Regions from separate parts of the Sus scrofa genome. Here all the other regions are linked to region 1. A link is a contact called in public Hi-C and promoter capture Hi-C data. All regions are on one chromosome and are shown on one strand. The core of a region is the stretch at or near the end of the contact, and the rest is flanking DNA. Distances in the headings are between cores, read along the strand shown. Region 1 holds the start of APEH (acylaminoacyl-peptide hydrolase). Region 2 holds the start of QARS (glutamine--tRNA ligase). Region 3 holds the start of SLC38A3 (sodium-coupled neutral amino acid transporter 3). Region 4 holds the start of CCDC71 (coiled-coil domain-containing protein 71). Region 5 holds the start of USP4 (ubiquitin specific peptidase 4).

Evidence for each region. Promoter capture Hi-C pulls out the DNA fragments that hold promoters and counts their contacts. Hi-C and Micro-C count contacts between places; a contact is called where the count stands out from the background.
Region 2: a contact with region 1 is called in a Hi-C map of liver, with 6 times the contacts expected there. The contact joins the promoter of QARS here to the promoter of APEH in region 1. A contact is called at or near these places in 1 of 5 promoter capture datasets (liver) and 3 of 47 Hi-C or Micro-C datasets (embryonic fibroblasts, heart right ventricle and liver).
Region 3: a Hi-C map of liver shows a contact between it and region 1, with 4 times the contacts expected there. The contact joins the promoter of SLC38A3 here to the promoter of APEH in region 1. A contact is called at or near these places in 1 of 5 promoter capture datasets (fetal skeletal muscle) and 1 of 47 Hi-C or Micro-C datasets (liver).
Region 4: a contact with region 1 is called in a promoter capture Hi-C map of fetal liver, with 2.6 times the contacts expected there. The contact joins the promoter of CCDC71 here to the promoter of APEH in region 1. A contact is called at or near these places in 1 of 5 promoter capture datasets (fetal liver) and 1 of 2 datasets of contacts at active chromatin or transcription factors (skeletal muscle).
Region 5: a contact with region 1 is called in a Hi-C map of embryonic fibroblasts, with 2.5 times the contacts expected there. The contact joins the promoter of USP4 here to the promoter of APEH in region 1. A contact is called at or near these places in 1 of 5 promoter capture datasets (liver), 11 of 47 Hi-C or Micro-C datasets (alveolar macrophages, brain, embryonic fibroblasts and 7 more) and 2 of 2 datasets of contacts at active chromatin or transcription factors (alveolar macrophages and skeletal muscle).

Annotation. Positions count from the first base shown.
Region 1 is chr13:32,204,451-32,207,347 of Sscrofa11.1, reverse strand. APEH (acylaminoacyl-peptide hydrolase) reads right to left here and starts at 1,481. Exons shown (of 22, transcript NM_213923.1): 1 at 1,461-1,481; 2 at 1,253-1,385; 3 at 641-767; 4 at 180-273; 5 at 5-80. The coding sequence starts at 1,472.
Region 2 is chr13:31,721,815-31,724,711 of Sscrofa11.1, reverse strand. QARS (glutamine--tRNA ligase) reads left to right here and starts at 1,512. Exons shown (of 24, transcript XM_021070652.1): 1 at 1,512-1,669; 2 at 1,815-1,962; 3 at 2,333-2,442; 4 at 2,605-2,680. The coding sequence starts at 1,553.
Region 3 is chr13:32,681,779-32,684,675 of Sscrofa11.1, reverse strand. SLC38A3 (sodium-coupled neutral amino acid transporter 3) reads right to left here and starts at 1,545. Exons shown (of 16, transcript XM_005669590.3): 1 at 1,285-1,545. The coding sequence starts at 1,371.
Region 4 is chr13:31,769,737-31,772,633 of Sscrofa11.1, reverse strand. CCDC71 (coiled-coil domain-containing protein 71) reads left to right here and starts at 1,374. Exons shown (of 2, transcript XM_005669536.3): 1 at 1,374-1,467.
Region 5 is chr13:31,903,009-31,905,905 of Sscrofa11.1, reverse strand. USP4 (ubiquitin specific peptidase 4) reads left to right here and starts at 1,529. Exons shown (of 22, transcript NM_001243188.1): 1 at 1,529-1,787. The coding sequence starts at 1,687.

The DNA of each region.
Region 1 (2,897 bases), core at 232-2,731:
TCACCGTCCTCATAAACCGGCCCATGTTTCTCCAGCGCTGACAGGTTGAAGCTCTTGAGCTTCCGGTTCTTCTCCCAGACCTGAGGACAGCTGGGAGTCAGGTTGTCTGTCCTCCAGCAGAGCTTTATCTGTGGATCTGAGCCCCCAGCTGCCTACCACCCGGTCCCACACAGACTTACCTCCAAAAACTGCTTCTCCTCCGCAGTGCCCGTGCCTCCAGCCTTGCGCAGCACGGCTTTCATGGTGCCTGAAGGAGACTCTCTGCTCAGCAGCCTGAGGAGGACACAGGATAACGCATCAGGACTACCTCCCACCCAGTGATAGCCCATCCTATCCCCTTACTGGCTGTAACCTCTTAGACAAGATTCTTGAGGCTGTGGCCCACATGCGTCCCTGCAGCCCTTCTAGTCCTACCATGGCAGATGCCTTGCCTCCCCTCCCTGGAGCAGGGGCTCCGGTCCTGGCCCGTCAGAAGCAAGTCTCCAGTGCTTATGACCATGTCTCTAGAGCTCCTAGTGGCAAAAAACAAGCTCCTGGCTTCCTTTCTGGGCCCTCCCCACACCAAGGCACACGGTGGGTATTCATAAAAGGCTTGCAGATGGCTGTGGCCTTGCCCACAAGCTTCCTTCCTCAAACTTACTCCCCCCGGGTCTCCACACTGTTGCCTGCAGGCCCTGCAAACACCACTGAGTCCCCATCATGGAACACCAGGTACTGGCGGCAGAATCGGATGTTCTCCATGCGTTCCAGGTCCCTCTGGGTCCACTCTGCGAGGAGAGGCATGAGACTGCTCAATTTGGCCAGTCCCAGCACAGGCTCCCCTACCCCGCCCAGAGGAAGGTCCAGCCCACCTCCCCAATCTGACTCCAGATATTCTGGGGGCAGGATGGGCAACACTTGGCTACAACTCAAGTTTAGGTCACCGGAGCCTGAGCTGACATCTTGGAGAGAAACCACTACCGCTCCTGGCATCCGCCCTAGGACCTTGAGGGGGGGTACAGTATGGGATGATGGGGGTGGGTGACCCCTACAAGACCCACACTCTGCACTCATGGGCAACATTCCAGAACACCCCCTATACACCTGTGTGCACGGCTGGGGGATGCACCCTTCCACACCCACACCCTCCAAGCCCGGTCTTCCACAAACTCGTGAGCACTGTCAGGCAGCGAGCCCTGCACATCCCCCTCCTCTCCACCCGAGTGCACGGCCCCGGAATAGGCCCGCCACCGATTCCCCGCCATACACACACCAGTGTGCACAGTCCGGTAGCGACCCCCGTACTGCGTGGTGACCTCTGGGCCCAGGCAGGCGGCGCTCAGCGCGGGCTGGCGGCTAAGGCCCCGGTACAGCGCCGCCGCCTCTTCGGGCTCGCTCAGCAGCACCTGCGCAGGGGACACAGCAGGGTCAGGCACAGCCCGGGTTGCAAAGACCACAGGAACCGCGGGCCGATCCCTCACCTGCCGCTCCATGGTTGCTCTGGGGCGCCGGGGCTAGGCAGTCAGTGCTGGCGCCCGGAAGTGAGCTCAGGGGGCGGAGCCCGCAGCGGCCCAGCCCTGCCACCCGGACCTTGCCTTGAGAGGGGCGGAACCTTCTACGAATGGGCCGGAACCGTTACCCGAGGGGCGGGGCCTAGATGGTAAGGAGGTGGGGCCTGTGGGGCAGAAGTGGGAACCGCGGCTGCAGGAGTCCTGGATGGGAGGGGCGGGAACCTTGGGGAAAGGAGCGGTCCTTTCCCGGCAGGCCAGGCTGGTGAGAGGCGGGCTGTGTGGGCCAAGCCCCGGCCAGTTACTTGGTGAGGAGAGGGGATGGTGCTGTGGAAACGGAATAAAGGCGCATATCTTTGGGGAGGGGCGAGGTCTGTGAGGAAAGACAGGGCCCAAGGGAGGTGGGGGGTGAGGCCTGACGGGGGTGAGCCCTAAGCATTCGGGGGGCGGGGACTGAGAGGGCGGCGGAGGACCGAAGGCTCTGCAGAGAGGCGGTGCGGCCGGGCGGGGCTGAGCCTAGCCCGGGTGAAGTCCAGAAAAGGAGAGGTGAGGAATGGGGCCTGAGCTGAAGCCAGATCGAAGCTATCTCCAGCAGGGATCTCCCGCAGCCAGGAACTGACTGTTGGGTCCTCCTGGTCCATTAGAAGGCAGACATTCACCAGGAGGTGCCAGGCCCTGCTCTGGAGGGGCTCCCAGGCCAATGAGAAAGGACAGAGGTGCGCTCCTGACATAGCTCGCAGAGTTCTAGGGTGTTGGGCAACGAAAGGCGGGTGCCAAATTCGCAGGGTGTTGCCTGGTTTTATCAGCCACCGCGCCTACCTCTTAAGCTATCTGCTCCTGCAGCCCTCACCCACCCGCTCAGTGGCACTTTGCTGGGGATCATGAACTGGTGGGCCTCTGTCTGCCTTCCCAGGCCTCAGGCCAAGCTCTTGAGTGCAAAGGGCCTGGTGGGGTCAGGCTCCACCCAGAACCAGAGCACTTCCTGTGGAAAGAAAAACCTGGACAGGCAGGTTCCCTCAGGACAGCAGTACTGGGCTGGGCTTATGATGGCTCAAGAGGGCAGGAGAGGCTGGCCAGCTGTCAGGCCAGCAGCGATGTCCCCTCTTCCATATACCTTGCACCTGGATGGTCTTCCACACCTCAGGGGCCTGGCTCCCTGCGCCCTGCTTTGCTTTTGACTGAGATTGGCCTGCAGCTTCCCCTTCCCCATCAACCACGTCGGGCTAGTTAAGTAAAAACAGTTTCCACTTTCTGGGGCCACCTGCATTTGTGAGCATCCAGTGTGTGCAGGACTGTTAAGGCCAGAACTGGGAGCAGATAGAGTTGCCCCAGCCACCAACCTGGGTGGAAAGTTGGAAATTAGGATGTTCATTACAGTTGTTGTTTATAACAGGAAAACTGGGAACACGG
Region 2 (2,897 bases), core at 263-2,762, 480 kb after region 1:
CAGTACTTGAAGGTCCAGGAGTTTTAGGGTCACTGAGGCCTTTAGGAGCCTGTGTTTCCATCCCAAATTTGGGGAACTTACCATCCCACCATCAACAGCTCCAGTTCTATAAGAAAATAGATTGGGGACTTCTCATTGTGGCTCATTGGTAATGAGCCTGACTTATCCATGAGGATGTGGGTTTGACCCCCGGCCCAGCTCAGTTGGTTAAGGATCCAGCGTTACCATGGGCTGTGGTGTGGGTTGCAGATGCACCTACGATCCCAGGTGGCTGGGATCGTTGTGGCTGTGGCCGTGGCGTAGGCCAGCATCTACAGCTCTGATTCCACCCCTAGCCTGGGAAATTACATATGGCATGGGTGCAGCCCTAAAAAAAAAAAATAAAAACAAAAACACAGGTTGTACATTCAGTTTTAGCCTGATGATTCCCACCCAGCAGGCCCTTAAGGGCCAAAGAGAGACTAGGGAGATCCCCAAGCATATCATCATAACTATTCTACCTTCTCTGTCCCACACTATTGAATAAAATATCCTGTCAAGTACTTGCATATGGATTTTAAGGTCTAATCTGCTTGTGGTTTTCCTATATTTGCATGCTTCGGTAAGAAGAGTAAGTATGGGGGTTCCCATAGTGGCTCAGTGGTTAACGAACCCGACTAGCATTCATGAGGACATGGGCTCAAGCCCTGACCCAGCTCAGCGGGTTAAGGATCTGGCCTTGCTGTGAGCTGTGGTGTAGATTGCAGATGTGGCTCGGATCCCACGTTGCAGTGGCTTTGGCGTACACGCAGATACAGCTCCGATTTGACCCCTAGCCTGGGAACCTCCGTATGCCGCGGGTGCGATCCTAAAACAGACCAAAAAAAAAAAAAAAGTAAGTATGGCAGGAGATTTTAAGCCAAATCATCACAGAAGTCATGCAAGGTCCTTCCTGGCCCCAAACCTTCCCTTTCCTGGTTAGGGGTGTGTGTGTGTGGGTGTGTGTGTGTGTGTGTGCGTGCGCGCGTGCAGGTGGAGCTGGAAAAGTGCCAAGACTTTTGGGGCGCATCCATGTGCCATTTCAGACGTCTGTTCTGGAGTCTTGACCGGATTTCCCGGGCTTCATTTTGTTCAGCTGTTTCCGTGACAACTCCAAAGTGTGACGTCAGAAACACGACCTACATTGACATTTGTTTCCAAAAACAAAACTGGGATGGTCCCAAGTTTTCCGGGGCTGAAGGAGAAAAGATGAAGAGTAAAATTACCATGATTATGTCTGCCTCCTGCCCTGGTGCTGAACACCTTCGCTCCAGGTTTGGAACAAATCACCTCTAAAGTACCGCCGCTCACTATCCCTTTTAGAGACCTGAAGCACGAAGACGGAAGTAAAGCGGCGGGAGAGGCCGCCCTCTGCCCTTTAAATGTCACTGACGATCCTGGAGATCCCCGCCCCTTCCCTCCAAGGAAGGATACCATTGGCTTTCGCTGACGGCATCTCACTCCTATTGGTCAGTGAGCTAACTCCGGGGCAGATTGGCCCCAAAGTTTCTTTTTGGCTTCCGGCGTCCCAGCAATGGCGGCTCTAGACTCCTTGTCGCTCTTCACCGGCCTCGGCCTGAGCGAGCACAAAGCGCGAGAGACGCTCAAGAACACGGCTCTGAGCGCGCAGCTGCGCGAGGCGGCGACCCAGGTGCAAACCTACGTCCTTGGCCCCGGCTGCCGACTGTGCCCCAAGGCAACTCCGGGCCGGGTCCAGACCCCGACCCACCCATCTTGTCTCACTCTTGCTTTTCTTACTGGAAGTGAGGCTTATCTCCTGACCCCTCTGACCCTAGGCACAGCAGACTCTGGGCTCCACCATCGACAAAGCTACCGGGACCCTGCTCTATGGCTTGGCCTCGCGACTGCGGGATCCTCGTCGACTGTCTTTCCTCGTGAGCTACATAGCTAGTAGGAAGATCCATACTGAGACTCAGCTGAGCGGTGAGACCCTTGCCTGTCTTGCTTCCACCTCCAGCTCCTCCTCTCAGCCAAGATCCCTATCTAACCATTCTGACAAGACCCACAGTGTCACTCTAGATTACTAGTTCTGCATTCTTCTCTAAACTTAGGCCCTGGCACTGACGGAGAGGGCCACCTCTGGGTGAGACCCACTGGAGAACTGTGTAGGTCTGAGGGAGTTTCCCTCACAACACATGCTTCTTTCCTGTGGCCTTAGGGCTTCTCTAGTGAAGTGCAAGACTTACTTTTCCAGGAAGTCAAACTAATTGGGGTTTCATGGATAGGATTAGGGCCCTGTCTTCCTACTTCTTGGAGCTGAGATGCCACAAACTCCTTGGCTTTCCTTTTTCAGCTGCCCTTGAGTATGTGCGAAGTCATCCCCTGGACCCAATCAACACCATGGACTTTGAGCAGGAATGTGGTGTGGGCGTCATTGTGACTCCAGAGCAGATTGAGGAGGCTGTGAGTCTTTTCTTAGGTGTCAGCTGCCTCCTTAATTCTAAGGAGTGGCTTTCAGTACTTAATACTGGAAAGGAGTGGCCCTGCTTTACCAACCAGAAAGTCCCAGGGTGAGGGGATCAGTCCCTAGAGCATGTCTGAAGCTCATGGTTTGGCTTTCTGTAGGTGGAGGCTGCCATAAATCATCACCGATCCAAGCTCCTTGTAGAGCGTTACCACTTCAACATGGGGCTGCTGATGGGTGAGCAGGACCTGGGGCAGGGGACTACAGACTATGTTGTTATCACTGGTCATGCCTTCTCTTCTGGGCATGAGTGAGAGGGAGGTGGAAGGGAGAGTCGGAGCATCTTAAAAGAGGTCTGGCTGGGCCCAGGCTCTAGTTTCTGAGGTCAGCCAGGTCCTTTTCTTGAGAAACAGGGTGGGAAGTGTCCTCCTTTTCCTTTCAGCAGCTTCTTATG
Region 3 (2,897 bases), core at 296-2,795, 480 kb before region 1:
AGAGGCGGGGCCCCTTCCTTACCCCCGCCCCCCGCACCTTCCCCCCTGCAGGCCTGGAGCAAAGGGGGCAGCCCAAGCCCTGAGTCCCTAGGTAGGAGAGCAGCGGCCCTGGAAGAGGCTCAGTTGCATGTTGTGGGGGGGGAAATGCTTTAGTCCAAAGCAAATTCTCTCCGAGGTCTCTGAGTTGCCCCCTTTACCCCCGAAAGACTCTGCCCTCACTTCCCTGAAGCCAGAAGAGGCTCTTCACCAAGAGGAGTGGGAGCAGGGCCTCAGTGAAGGGTGCCTTCCGTGGGGGATTTTCAGACATCACTCAGGACAAGGGACTTCTTTTCTGCCTGCCTCGCCCTTCCCAAGCAGAGGTGGGATAGGGTGAGGACAGACATTCCCTATATCAATTCTATCTTTACTCCCAAATATTCAGAAGAGATTGCGGGTAGACAAGTGTTGGGGCAGTGAGGACAGGGGTGGAGCCGGGCTCGGCTGGTGCTCAGCCTTGCCTGGATCCCCCTGGCCATGCCCCCTTTCCTTATTTCTAAGGAATAGGAGACAGCTGTGTCTGCCCATGGGCAGTGAGGCCTGGGACTTGGTGCCTTGGGGAAGGGGTTTCTAGGGTGGCCAGGTTCTTGGCAGGAAGCTCCTATCCCACCCTTGCCTGCTTCTCCCCTAAGGCCTTGGTGCTCAGAGGTGGGTGGTGGGTGTTAAGGCCCCCCCTTCAGGGATGCTGGGGGAGGCCTTGACCTTGGGGGTGAATTGGGGCGGGGGTGTTCGTAGAACAGCTGTGTCACTTGCTTCTCAGCCACTGGCTCTGATCCGATTAATCCATGGCCTCTGCTGTTCCTAGCCAAGCTAGTCTCTGTCTCATGTATGCCCCCCTCCCCGGTGTTGGGAAAGAACCACAACCCTCCCCTGCCCTCGGAGTCAGGACTCCAGAATTCTCTTCCTCCTGACTCATGGCACCACCACAGCCAAGCCCTAGCACACCTCAGTTTCTCTCTGTGTTACACGAAATGGCTCTGTCCTTTCCCCTGGCTTCAGGGAGTGGGTGAAGGGGAAGCTGTGAGCAAAGGGCAGGGGACTCAGCTTTGGCTAAGAGTGCCAGGGGCCTGGGAGGACTAAAGAGAAAGGCATTAGGATGGTGGCATCCTTGAAAACCTAAACTACCCAAGCTCCTTCCCTGTTGATGGCTGAGAAACAGGAAGGGACTGGCTCTCCCTCTTGATCTGGAGCTGGTGTAATCCCCAGATCACAGCTTACCTTGGTTATAAGAGACCCCAAGACTCTTACCTTCCAAAGGGCCTTGAGGACTGCCGGTGGGACAGAGTCACATAGGAGAGGCGCTGAGCAGCATTTCAATCTGCCCCCACCTCCCATCTCCAGATACCCTGGATGCTAACAGAAGCCATTTGCCAAGGGTTGGGTGTTCCCACTGGCAGTTCCTGAGGAGCCAGGCCTGGCTTCAAGGTCACTCATCATGTGGGTGTTGGGGTCCTCAATCCAAACTGGAAGAAGCAGGGACTGGCTGGGCTGGGCTGCTGTGGGAGGCACCAAGGCAGCGTGATGTGGGGTCCCTGGGCGGGCCAGTTGTGGCCAGGCTGGGGGAGGGGCTGCCTGTTTGTTGATGCTAGGCCTGGGCCCCAGCCAGGGCAAACACAGCTCGGAGGCCTTTCCCGCCACCTGCCGAATCTCCCAACCCAGCCCGAGGTGGCTGGACATCTGGCAGCCGTTACGGGGCTCTGAGAGGTACCAGGCGCCTTCTGCCAGAGGCCAGAGGGAATATCCATCCACATAGCTGCAGCACTGGGGGCAGCCACGTGGAGTGGAAGGTGGAGGAAGTTTTATCTCAGCCTTCAGCCGGGCCCCCTGCCTCTGCTCCCTCATCTCCAGAAACTGCTAAACACACAAGGCAGAACTTAGGGTCCCAGGATCTCCCAGACCCTCCTTCCAGGGTCCCGGCAGCCCTTTGCTCTGTTCCTCCCTCTTTAGTCACATCTTCTCAACCTCCAGCTAGGTAGGCTCCTCTCACCATGCCAGCACCTCCCCTGGCACACCATCTACACAGAAACCCCAGACCCTCTCTCTCTCTCTCTCTTTTGTTTTGCTTTTTAGGGCCACGCTTGCAGCATATGGAGGTTCCCCAGGCTAGGGGTCTAATCAGAGCTACAGCTGCAGGCCTACGCCACAGCCACAGCAATGCCAGATCTGAGCCACATCTACGACCTGCACCACAGCTTAACCCACTGATCGAGGCCAGGGACTGAACCTGCAACCTCATGGTTACTAGTTGGATTTGTTTCTCCTGCGCCACAATGGGAACTCCCAGACCCTCTTTTACAGTGGAGCTCCATCTTCACCTCCAACCCAGTCCTCCCCAGAGCCTAGCATCTTTATCCACCAGCTCCCTGGACACACTGCAAGCACCTGTCTCGCACCCAGCTGGCTTCCCTGACATCCTCCCAACCTGCTCCTCTTCCCAGTTGGCCTCTTCATCCCCCACTGCCTGGTTGGCCGCACACGTTCCTGTCCCACCTCCTTGGCGAACTCTCACTTGTTCCTCAAAGCCCAAATGAAAGGTCACCTCTGAGAATCCTGCCTGAGCCCCCAGGAAGAACCAGCTCTCCCTGTACTTACTGCAGCTGCTTTCATCACCCCACTGCATGGCCACAGCCTCAGTGTCTCTGGGTGCGCCTGTCTTTTCCTCTAGACAGGAAAGCTCTTGCCAGGTTAGCTCTAAAAGCAGCTCAGGAAAAACCTGATGGAGAAGCAATCTGTGGCATTGGCTCTGCCAAGGGGAGGAAAGGCACATGCCAGGGTGGGGAAGAGAGGGCACTGTGGGTGGAAGAAACCAGTTGGCCACAGGGAGGCTTGAGTGAGTGTGGGATCAGCATTGATAGGTGGAG
Region 4 (2,897 bases), core at 125-2,624, 430 kb after region 1:
ACCTATGCCACAGCTGCAGCAATCCCAGATCCTTAACTCACTGCACTGGGCCGGGGATCGAAACTGCACCACCACAGAGACAACAATGGATCTTAACCCATAGCACCACAGCAGGAACTCTGAATTTGCATTTCTTTCTGGACATCTTGACTGTGCGTGAAGGCACTGAAGACCCCACCATCAGTGCTGAGGCCCTGGGAAGCTCAGGGGCACAAGGTGAGGTCTAGGGTATGGTGTGTGTTTCTCTTTAGAGGTGCCCAGACCCCTCTGTAAGCAGCCAGAGAATCCTGGGGTTTTATGGGAAGGGAGGAGAGCTATTAACTAGCCCCCAGATGAAGCATTCATCCACCCTCCAGCTTCCACCTGGCCCCAGCTACCAAATTTGTACCACTCTACATGTTAGGACCAAAAGTTGTGACAGCATTTTTGCTTCGTAGCTCAGGAACTGAACAAGGTGCTAATTTCCCCACCATCTCATCCATGAAACAAGGGCTTCCAGGCTGGTTCTCATCCTGGTATGGGGGGCCCCTAACCAAGAGGTGACTTAGGTTAGAGCACTAGAGACCATTCTGGCCCCCCTCAGACTCCTAGTGTTAATTTTCCCCTATATCCTCTCATCTGGTGCTGTTTGGGTGGTGAACCCATCTGCTGGCCCCCAGGTTATAGATGGAAAGATAGGCCCCAGTCTCTCAGACCAAAGAACAGAAATTTGGGCACAGTTAAGACTTGAGGGAAGGCTTCCTGCCATTGAGGGAGCTGAAGCTGGACCAGGATCCTCCCACCACAACTGTCTGCATGTTCCTAAGCAAACATACTCGGGCCCACACTGTTATATTAGGACTCTCAGATTGGACACGCCTATAACTTTGGGCTTATATGCAACATGTGTGCACACCAGCCTTTCATACCACATGTGGTGGCCCCCATTCTCAGGAAGAGAAGGCCTACTGCCCTCAGAAGCTGTACCCCTGCTACAAAATAAAGGGGCTCCTGTGCAACACTCCCAGGCAGAGTGCACTCCTTTCACCCTCTGGTCAGGCAAATGGGACAGAGACAGACCTTGTCAGTAGCTCATGGGGATACTAGAGGGTGAAGGATGGCTTGGACCTTACCAGGATACCCTCCCTGGTAAGATGTCACTGAACCATCAGGCCCCTCAGAGAGGGTGTTAGGCCCCTAATCCAAGCTAGTCTGGGCTCTGGTGCAGTCCTGCCTCGGGCAGCGTCAGAAAGCACCTCTGCCCCTCAAACTCCTGCACAGGCCCCCAAGAGTTTAGGGTAGTTTTCGTTGCCACCTCCTCCAGGAAGTCTTCCTCGGTTCTTACTTGTTCCGCCCCCAGACTTTGGGGGAAACGGGGTCTCGAGGGGTCAAGGGTCACTGGGGCGGGCCAGGTCCCGGAAGCGGAAGCGCGGCGTACTTCCGGTGCGCAGCGGGCGGCCATGTTGGAGCAGCGGAGGCGGCGCAGAGGTGCGTCTTGGGTCCTTGCGGCGGCGCCGGTAGGTTGGGGCCGTGGGCCTAGCCACGCCGCGGAGGGGCCGTCCGCGAGGCGGCAGGGCGGATGGGCCGGGCGGCTGGCTCCTTCGGGACCTGCGCCCTCTGCCGGCCCGGCCGAGATCCCCAACCCCCACCCCGTGCCCAACGACCCCACCCTGGGGCTGTGCGACCCGGTCGGGCTCCCACCGCCCGCCCCGTACATTTCGCTGCCTCCAAGACCCCCGCTCCTACCCTCGGCTCGGACCCCAGGGACGCGGACTCCCAGCCTGAGGGTCCTGGTCTGCCCCCTCCCTGGTTCCACTTGGATGGGGCCTATCCCGTCCCACGTCGTTCACCAGCTTCCCCTGCCGGTCTCGGGGGCAGGTGTGAAGGGAGGTCAGGGGTCAGGCTGCAGTGTCTTGGAACTCCCAGAGGACCGCTCCCAAGGGCCCAGACCGACCTGGGCGGAAGAGCCCCCCAGTTCACCCCCAATATGTGTTCTTGGAGGTAGTGGGCCCCTCCTTACTGTACAGTTCTCAGCTTTGGAAACTACAATCCCTGGAAAAAAATAAAATAAAAGAACTAAAGTCACATGCGAGGATTGTACTTGGAGAATGGCCTCTAGAGAGGGGAGGTGCCTAGACACCTGAGGATCAAAGAATGTTTCCAAACAAAGAGCCCCAGGGCACTTCCTCCAGGGAATTCGGAATAATTCCTCTGCTCCACTAGGGCGGAGGAAGACACTGCACAGACGCACCTCCTGGCCCTAGGGACTTGCCTCATCTCAGTTGATCTTTTAATGCTCTGGTGGAACTGTGTGGTGCTGGGTTGGGCTAGTCATGATTGAGAGCTCACAGCTTCAGAGAAGCCTGGACAACTTGGGTCTTCTCAGACAGCTCCAAATGAGCTGAACTAGGTCTGCAGCCCAAGCCCTAGTTAGGATACCTCAAATCTCTAGTGTCTACTATCTTAACCATTTTACTTGGAGTCATTGGCTCCCATTGTCAGATTTTGGACTCTTGGTCTGGCTGCTTGGCTCCTGGCTGCCTAACTTTCTAGAGCTGTGTTATTAGTACCTGCTACTCATCATCTTTTTAGTTTTTATTGAAAGAGAGCCTGGCTCTTTCCTTAAGATTAGTCTCCATGGCTCTAGTGCCAGGAATTGGACCCTGTCTGGGAACTTGGAAAGCAGAACTTCTGATAGACAGGGAGCCTCCACCCTGGGCCCCTGAACAGCAGTAGCTGGAGAAACAGAGATGGTCTTGGACTTGGGTGTAAGTCTGGGACCTTTGACCAGCATTCAGAGAGCATTCAAAATTTGTACTGCCCTGCTTTCAGCTAGACTTCCCAGCCCTAACCACAGGTTCTAGTCACACCAAGTTTGTCATACTCTTTCTCACTTCGAAGCCATTGGTTGGCTGCTC
Region 5 (2,897 bases), core at 280-2,779, 300 kb after region 1:
GGTTACTAGAGGGATTCCTTTCTGCTGTGCCACAATGGGAACTCCCTCAAGGCAGTTTTAACTCCAAATTTACTTTTCCCTGCTACCTACCCACTGTGAAGAGATCTCTTCGACTAAACGGTGCATAGTGGATGTCCCAGGAGTGCAAAGTAACTTCAATTAGCCAAAAGCCGAACATAAAAATAGTAAATCTGTTCAAATGACTTACCACACCTTCACCAGGCCACCTCTATCTCTTCTACCCCTAAAAATGAACACAGTTCATCTGTTTCTCCTCTCCTCCCTCACAGCCATCTTTCCCAAGGTTCCTAGTAGCACTGTGGGTATAAAGCACCCTCAACCATTTCTCTATGCTCTGAAACTTCCCACAATATCTGTGGGCTGTTTAAGGCAAGACATGTGGCCCCTCTGGCCTCCCTTTGAGCTTCAGATCCCAAGCCCTTTCAGTAATCTGTGCCCAGCTCAATTGGACTAATCCTCATTCTTTGATTCCGTCCACCCTGCTAGTTCCAGAAATTTTCTTTGACCCTTCTAGTTATTCCTCCTTTAACATGCACTATCATTTCTATGCTTTCAAGATCACGCTCAAATGCTACTCAAGTCAAAGGCGCCCTTTCACAGTTCAGGGTCTAATCTTTGGTTCTACCTGTTAGTGGCATTTACCCCACACTGCTTGGCTCTGGGGTCATTTGTGGAAGAGTTATTCTCCTCCTATAGATCAAATAAGGGCAGGTACTGGGCCTTGTATATCTTATTTTCTCTGCTAGATTCACATAGGCTAGCTGTCTGGCCTCCACCTTGCTCTGGGTTTACTTCCTCCTCCAGGAAGAGGGCTGTGATTTTTGTTTGCAGGGTTGAGTGGGAAACATATGGTGTTCAAACACTATCTTGTTGCAACAACAAACAGAGCAGCAACCCGGCATCTGATGTGGAGAACAGACTTTTACCTCTCCTTCCCCCATTGCTATTGCCCCTCTGCGGCTGCTTGACTCCCCGACAAAGCAAGTAGCTACCTCAGGGGCCTGTGTAACTGCCTGGGCTAGGTTATACTGGCGTCCAGCTTGCTAACGACTAGGCCACACCGTCGAGACTCGGTCCCAAGGCGCTGGTGCACCTAACACCCTCTAAAATCCCTGTAGTGCCTCTGGGAATGGAGATCCATTCCAAGTTTGGGCAGCTAAGGACTAACGTAAGGTCTCTGCTGAAAGCCGAAAGGCTGGAGTGAAAAGAAGACCTAGTTCTAGGCCTCCTTGCACCCGAGCTGCCTTTATTAAGACCAGGATAACCCTGCAAATCCAGAAGAGGTGCCCAGGGTGTCATGGGGTCTGCGGACCGACTCCTAAAGATCGCCGAGCTGAAAGGAGAAGTGGTGCAGGACCGCCGCCCCGTGGCTTGGCCTTCAGGGCGGAAGAAGCGGCAGCTCCTACCCACCCCCGCCCCGCGCCCACTTCCTCTTCCGGCCGCTCCCCCAACCCCCGCCCACTCCGCCGCGCACGGGTGGGACAGGGTTGGCGCGTTGGAAGGGTGGGGGAAAGGCAGAAGAGGGCAAGCGTACAAGCCGCGGCGCGAGAAGGTCCTTGGGTGCGCGCACGTGCGTGCGTGCGTGCGTGAGTGCGTGTTCGCGACCCACGGCACGCTGTGCGCGAGGCGGATGTCCGGGCCGGCTGGACCGGGGCCGCTGACGAGATGGCGGAAGGCGGAGGCTGCCGTGAACGACCGGATGCAGAGACCCAGAAATCCGAGCTCGGGGCCTTAATGAGGACCACGCTGCAACGAGGGGCGCAGTGGTGAGCGCCGAACCCGCGTTTCCGCCGCGCAGGGCCAGAGGGCGGGGCTTGGGCGCTCAGGCCCATCCCCTCTTTTCCTGTTTGGGCCGGGACCCTCTTTTCCGGCCGGGCAGGGGCGATGTTAGTGACCCCGGAGTTTGACTTGACCCCCCGCCACAGAAGAGAGGGAGCCCTAGATCCTCTCTGGGAAAGCGTGGGTGGAGCAGAAGGTTGTCCCGGCCCTTTCAGAGCTCAGGGGGCGGATCCGGCGGGGTCTAGGGCTGCAGAATGGAAAGAAGGGGAATGCTCACAGGGACCCTCAGGTTGAGCAGACCCTTTAGATTTGAGGATTCGCTCTGTGACTTTGGGCAAAGGCGTCCACATCTCACAGACCCTGGTTCCTTACTGTTAAAACCAGAGTAGCGACATTTGGCGCCCCCCGCAGTCAGTTGGTTGAGGCGTAGATCAGAAGTAGATACTTTGTAACTTGTAAACTGCGGAACAGACATCAAGGTCGGAAGCTGAACAAATGTCTGAGAGTCTCATTATTTTGGTAGCAAATGTCAAAGATAATTGTAGCAGCCGCATTTCGGAGTGAGAGAGAGGGGTAACCTAGAGCCTAGCTAAAAAGATTAAAAGTCCAAGATTTAGAAGAGCAGGTCTCAGTCAGAAGTTTCTTAATAAATTTTCTAGGAGAAGGAATAGTACTTACACTATTGTATTGTGTGGGAGCTGAAAGCTGGGGCTTGGCTTTGCACTGAATGTGACTGAGCATCCCTCTTTAAGAAACTATGGTTGTCTTCCAAGAAACTTAGTGTGACAGAGGACTTGAGCAGGGAAGAGAAACAGTGGGATTAGGAGGAATTCAGGTGTGTCTTGTGCTAGCCAATCTGTGAAAGGCAGGGCGGGCAAAAAGTACTTGTGGATGATATATCCTGATCAGAAGTGGCATATGAAGAATACTCAACAGAAGCAGAGGAAGTTTCAGATAGACTAAAATCAGTAAAAGTGTTTGGAGGATGTTCAAGAGGTTTGGAGAGAAAAGAGCGTTTAGATATTTGAATATATTTATGGATCCTTGTGGCCTTTAGGAGAAGCTACCTGATCTCCTCTGAGGTTTGTTGGTTATAA